Linked DNA regions of Zea mays: region 2 is linked to region 1. The links are chromatin contacts, called in public Hi-C maps. All regions are on one chromosome and are shown on one strand. The core of a region is the stretch at or near the end of the contact, and the rest is flanking DNA. Distances in the headings are between cores, read along the strand shown. Region 1 holds the start of LOC100272515. Region 2 holds the start of LOC100276640.

Evidence for each region. Hi-C and Micro-C count contacts between places; a contact is called where the count stands out from the background.
Region 2: a Hi-C map of leaf shows a contact between it and region 1, with 8 times the contacts expected there. The contact joins the promoter of LOC100276640 here to the promoter of LOC100272515 in region 1. A contact is called at or near these places in 3 of 25 Hi-C or Micro-C datasets (bundle sheath, leaf and tassel).

What each region holds. Positions count from the first base shown.
Region 1 is chr1:230,460,466-230,463,512 of Zm-B73-REFERENCE-NAM-5.0, reverse strand. LOC100272515 reads left to right here and starts at 1,494. Exons shown (of 9, transcript NM_001347905.1): 1 at 1,494-1,727; 2 at 1,815-1,995; 3 at 2,140-2,247; 4 at 2,327-2,382; 5 at 2,469-2,552; 6 at 2,660-2,755; 7 at 2,865-2,929; 8 at 3,009-3,047. The coding sequence starts at 1,608.
Region 2 is chr1:230,827,260-230,830,634 of Zm-B73-REFERENCE-NAM-5.0, reverse strand. LOC100276640 reads left to right here and starts at 1,790. Exons shown (of 3, transcript NM_001150377.1): 1 at 1,790-2,661; 2 at 2,743-2,802. The coding sequence starts at 1,925. The coding sequence ends at 2,755.

The DNA.
Region 1 (3,047 bases), core at 245-2,744:
TATCTAAACATCTAAGCAAGGGGGTGTTTGTTTGGGATTATAATCCACCTAGATTATATAATCCAACAATTTTTGAACTAACTCTTAGTTCAAAAGTTGTTAGATTATATAATCTGGTTAGATTATAATCTCAAACAAACACCCCCTTAGTCGCTCGAATTTAATAAGTAATCTTAGCCAAACTAGACAGCTAGATCATTGTTGACGGTCAGAACCTTAGAGCAACTCTAATAGTTCTCTAAACAACTCTCTAAATCTTAAATTTAAGAAGTGAACAGAAAAATACTTCTCCAATGGTTCTCTAAATAGACTTGCTAAATTTACTTAGTTGCTATTCAACTCTATTTACTCTTTACATTTAGCAACTCGGTAGGAACTTCCTAAGGGGGTGTTTGGTTTCTAGAGACTAACGTTTAGTCTCTTCATTTTATTCTTTTTTAGTCTATAAATTGCTAAATATAGAAACTAAAATAAAGTTTTAGTTTCTATATTTGGTAATTTTAGAACTAAAATGGAATAAAATGTAGAGACTAAACATTAGTCTCTACAAACCAAACACCCACTAAATGTAGTTGACGTCAATTTCTTCACACTAGCGTGATTATTTTTCTGTTTCCCATACGGTGAGGTAGACAGGTATAGCACGCTCTTTTTTCACTTTTCAGCATAATGAGATAGCTAGGTCAAACACGTATGACACAAGTTTCTCTTTCATCGTCGAACCCAACTTTCTCATAGGTTGCGCCACCGGACCACCACTCCTCTGTAGTTCATATCGACCGGCCTTTTCTCTTTCGCCCTCACATAGGGGCAGAACCGCTAAATCTGGATTCAAAATGGAACTACTTCCTAAATATAAGCAACTATTGGAGACTAAGTTATTTTTTTACTTCCAATAGCTATTTAGCAACTTGCTAAACATGATTTTAGCAAGCTATTTTTTAGAGAACTATTGAAGTTGCTCTTAGGTCGTTTCGCTTCGCTCGGTTGCCGTTTGAAATGAGCCAACATAGGGACAGGCCCATTTTGATCAATTGCTTTGCTTAGGCCCGGCCCAGTATCCGTTGCGTGGGCGTGCACGTTTGCAAGGCCAGCCACTGACGGTCTTGCAACTACCACTGCCAGCTTGGAAGCAAATCTACCAATGGCAACGCTTGCAGCATCAGTCGTGGTGGCGTGGCGTCCCGTCCCGTCCCTGTTGCTTATCCCGGGATGCCAAGCAGTGGAAGCAGATGCTGAAGAAGACGACGCAACCGATCCAAGGGTTAGTCTATTCTTGGCGAAACACGAGTCCCAGGCGCCGGCCAGTCAGCAAGCTAGTAGTGTGGTGTGGGGGAATCATTGGAGCTAAGCAAAGCAATGTCCGCATGGCTCGGAATCGGAACGGCGCGGATGCACGAAGAAACAGGATGCTTGCACGCAAAGGACCAGAAGCCGCCTCACCGCCCGTTCCATTCCGTTCCGCCGGCTATATCACCGTCCCCAAACACCGCGGCGGCATTCAGTGATTCAGCCGCCAGTCCCGCTCGTCTCTGCCAAGTCCCGCGCGCTCGAGCATCGATCAGCCGCTGGCGCCGCGACGAGCGACGACGCCGCGCCAGTCGCAGATGGCCGCCGTCTCGCTCCTGCGATCCGCGGCGCTCGGGCTGGTGGTCCTCGCGTCGGCGCTGCCGGCGGCTCGGCCGTGGAGCAAAGAGGGTCACGTGCTCACATGCCAAATCGCGCAGGTGAAAACAAATCGGATCGTAGAGGCTAGACCGCTAGAGAGTAGAGAGGATGGCTGATGATGTTCCACGTACGCCTTCAATTCGCAGGGTCTGCTGGAGCCTGACGCCGCGCACGCCGTGCGGAACCTGCTCCCGGACGACGCCGGCGGCGACCTGTCGGCGCTGTGCGTGTGGCCGGACCAGGTGAGGCACTGGTACAGGTACATGTGGACGGGCCCGCTCCACTTCATCGACACCCCTGACGAGGCCTGCAGCTTCGACTACTCGAGTAAGTTGATCAATGTCCGTTGGTGGGATGGATCCGTCGGACCGTTGGTGGGATGGATCCGCTCGTATCCACTCTATCTCCTGCTACGTACTGTACGTGACGTGACATGCAATGCAATGGAATGGTGTCGTCGTTGGTGAGCAGGGGACTGCCACGGCCCCGACGGCGCCAAGGACATGTGCGTCGCCGGCGCCATCGCCAACTTCACGTCCCAGCTGCTGCACTACAGGCACGGCAGCGCCGACAGGAGATGTAAGCGAGAGGCAATGCTGCTTGGCTTTGCTTGTCCGCGTTTTGTAATAACCGCCGCCGTCTTGTTGCTGCAACGCAGACAACCTGACTGAAGCCCTTCTGTTCCTGTCGCACTTCATGGGAGATGTTCATCAGGTGATCTCCTACATTGCCAAGTTGATCTCCTACATTAATTGCCGCCGGTTGCCATGAACGCGATGGCTGATTTCCTTGCATCGCAGCCAATGCACGTGGGGTTCACCAGCGACCAAGGCGGCAACTCCATAGAGCTGCGGTGGTTCCGGCACAAATCCAACCTCCACCACGTAACTAAATCTTGCTTTGCTTGCGTTGCGCACGATTCCATTCCATCACCCCCGCGCTGTTGGAGTAAACGCTGTCCGATGGATGGATTTTCTGCGTGTCTCCCCAGGTGTGGGACAGGGAGATCATACAGACGGCTCTCGCCGACTTCTACGGCAAGGACATGGACGCCTTCCGCAAGCAGCTCGAGCACAACCTCACCAAGGCAAGTGAAAGGGACTGGCTATCTGATTCTGATATATCCTTGGTTCCTCCAGGCAAAGAAACATGTCCTCAATGCAAGCACTACGCGGTGCATGCTCGCTCTCTCGCAGGGTACCTGGTCCGACGATGTATCGGCTTGGACAGACTGCCAAGACCTCTCGTCTTGCCCAACCAAGTTCGTTCTGGAACGCTACGTTGTTAACTCTTTTAGTTTGGATGAATCTTGTATATAAGCAGTCGATGCGATGCAACAGGTACGCGACCGAGAGCATAGGCCTGGCGTGCAAATGGGC
Region 2 (3,375 bases), core at 541-3,040, 370 kb before region 1:
ATATCCTTATTGACTTCCTTCTACCTCCATGCGCTTGCACCACCACAGCACCCAACTCTATGCCCAGCTTCTTCGATGGGTCAACGTCGATGGCGACCCCTCCGATGGGGGCTCACCTCCTTGTGGCTGTCATAGCTGGCGCACCGGCCTGATGTGATCGATGTGGAAGTGTGGAACACATTTAACAAGATGGGATAAAAGGATACATCAACATCAACATAGCCTTTTAGTCCCAAGCAAGTTGGGGTAGGCTAAAGTTGAAACCCAACAAGACGTCACCAAAAGGAGAAAAAGAGAGAAAGGGGAGGGGAAAAGCTTTTGAGAGCAAAAGGAAAAAGGCCTAATCATGGTTCGGGCACATGGATAGCTTCTTTCCAAGTACTTCTATCCAAACACAACTCCAATGTGATATTCCATTCCTTCAAGTCCCTTTTGATTGCCTCCTCCCATGTTAAGTTTGGTGGACCTCTACCTCTCTTCATGTTATTGTCCCGTCTTATGATGCCTCTATGCACCGGTGCCTCTGGGGTCTCCGGTGGACATGCCCAAACCATACCAACCGGTGTTGAATAAGCTTTTCTTCAATTGGCGCTACTCCTAGCCGATCGCGCATGTCATCGTTTCTCACTCGGTCCAATCTCGTGTGCCCACAAATCCAACGCAACATACACATCTTTGCAACACTTAGTTGTTGGATATGTCGTCTCTTAGTAGGCCAACACTCAGTCCCATATAACATAGCAGGCCTAATCACTGTCCTGTAGAACTTGCCTTTCAACTTCTATGGCACTCTCTTGTCGCATAGGACTCCCGATGCTTGACACCATTTCATCTACCCCGCTTTGATTATATGGCTAACATCTTCATCAATATCATCATCTCTCTGTAACATTGATCTCAAATAACGGAAGGTGTCCTTTTTTGGTACTATATGGCCTCCCAAACTTACATCTCCGTCCTCACTAATTGTAGTACCAAAGTTATATCTCATATATTCGGTTTTGGTCCTGCTAATTCTAAATCCTTTTTGACTCTAGGGTCTGACACCATAACTCTAGCTTTCTATTTACTCCTTCCCGACTTTCATCTACTAGAACTATATCGTCAGCAAAAAGCATACACGAAAGGATATCTCCTTGTATATCCCTCGTGACCTCATCTATCACTAAGGCAAATAGATTAGGGCTCAAAGCTGAACCTTGATCTAGTCCTGTATTAATCAGGAAAACATTTGTATCACCATCAGTTGTTCGGACGCTAGTCACAACCTTGTCATATATGTTCTTGATGAGCGTAACATACTTTGTTGGAACTTTATGCTTATCCAATGCCCGTCACATGAGATTTCTAGGTATTTTATCATATGTATTTTCCAAGTCGATAGAAACTATGTGCAAGTCCTTCTGTTTCTTATATCGCTCGATGACTTGCCTTATTAAGAAAATTGTTTCTGTGGTTGACTTTTCCGGCATGAATCTAAATTGGTTCATGGTGATATGCATCATTTCTCTTAAACCATGTGCAATAACTCTCTCACATAGTTTCATAGTGTGAGCGTAACCCGTCGATAATCCCTCGATACGATAAAAGAGACAATACTAATATAAAGTACGCGCGTGAATGTTGCAGGAGCCAATTTTTTATCGACTAGTGATAACAATCAGTTATCATCAATTATAATGATTTTTTTAAAATACTCGATTTTATAATGAAATACATCTAAAACCTTTTTTTAAAAATCCCGAGAGGCAAGAGCCCCTAAAAATCAATTGTCTCGCTGACTCGCTGCATCCTCCGGCTCCTGCCAGACCTAGGCTATTTCCCGATCAGACCTGTTATTTCCCGATCAGACCTATTCCTCTCTCGGCCTCCCACCGCCACCGGCGGCGACGAGTAACTCGCCCGCTGACCCCAGCAGGCAGCCATGGGAGGGCACGGCGGGTTGAACATCCTGCCGCAGAAGCGGTGGAACGTCTATAACTTCGACAACCGTGAGAAGGTGCAAAAAGACGAGGCCGCCGCCGCCCGGGAGGAGCAGCTCCAGCGCGAGGCGGAACGCCGCCGCGAGTCGGATCTACGCCTCGCTGCACTACGCCGTAACCGCGGCCTGGTCCAGGCGGAGACGCCCCCCGCTCCTCCATCTCACCCCGCCGGCCCCGCTGATCCGGCGGACGCCCTTCCTTCCCCGGCGGACGCCCTTCCTTCCCCGGCAACGGATGGAGACCACATCAACCTCTTCTCAGGTGGATCAGGCGTCGCCACTGATTTCGATGCGCTCGCCTCGGCCAGTGGTGGGAGGGGCGCGGCTCGGGAGCGGGAGCCTGATGCCGACCCTAACCCTAAGAAGCGGAAGAAGAAGGAAGAGGAGGTGAGGGTTGTGGGGCCCGATGAGGAGAAGTACAGGCTGGGCTACGGCCTTGCCGGGAAGGGCGTGGCGGTGCCCTGGTACATGTCGAGCCCTGCAGCGGCAGCGGCCAAGGAGGGGAGGGGCAGAGATGCAAGGGAGGGTAACGGGGTGAAGAGGAGTGGAGGGAAGAAGAGCATCGAAGAGCTGAGGGAGGAGAGGAAGAAGAGAGAGGCCAAGGAGAAGGAACGCGAGCGAGCCATCCTTGTTGCTGCAGGGAGGAAGGAGAGACAGGTGGATCGGGGGCGCCAGTCAAGGTAGTGTCATGGTGGAAGATTTGTTCTGATGATCTGGATTGCATTCTGGGCTGATGGTTACTGTTCTTTTATTCAATGCAGATGGGCTCGGTGATGTAAGGATTTTCATGGTATAATGTCCAAGAATACTAAGGAATTAAGGTAAAGTATTGCTGTTCCTGATTGTTGACATGAAACTAATTTTATTTTGTGCATACTGAATGCTATTCAAATTCGAGTGGCATAGATGGCTGAATGGTCATGACTGTTGACACTCTTTTGTTCCTTTTGATAGAGCAATGAGTGTATAAAGATGCTTTTGTGGCATGTGTACTATTAGTTTTTTTTTCTTTTGCCTGCTGGTCTAAGCTTCTAAACAACCCTGATCATGTTGATGATGTTTGTGAAAAGTTGTGTTGTATATTTGGTTCCTCCTTTATATGTACTAGTTTGCTCCCATCATACTGAGTCCATCCAATTTTTTGTCGTGATAATTAACCCATAATATTCTAAAAGTGTTCATATTGTGGTCGGGGTGTTTTGGTAGACCGGGGGCTGGCAAAGAGCGTAGCTGTGCGAGGTTGAGGGAAGAGGACCTGGACCGCCTGGCCAAGGTTTAGGTGCCAGCGATGGCAAGACAGATAGGAGGGGTGAAATTGATCTATTCCTAATCTCTTTTGAGGATACAATGCCCAATATATATGGACACTTTCCTAACAGAATCTAATCTTAACA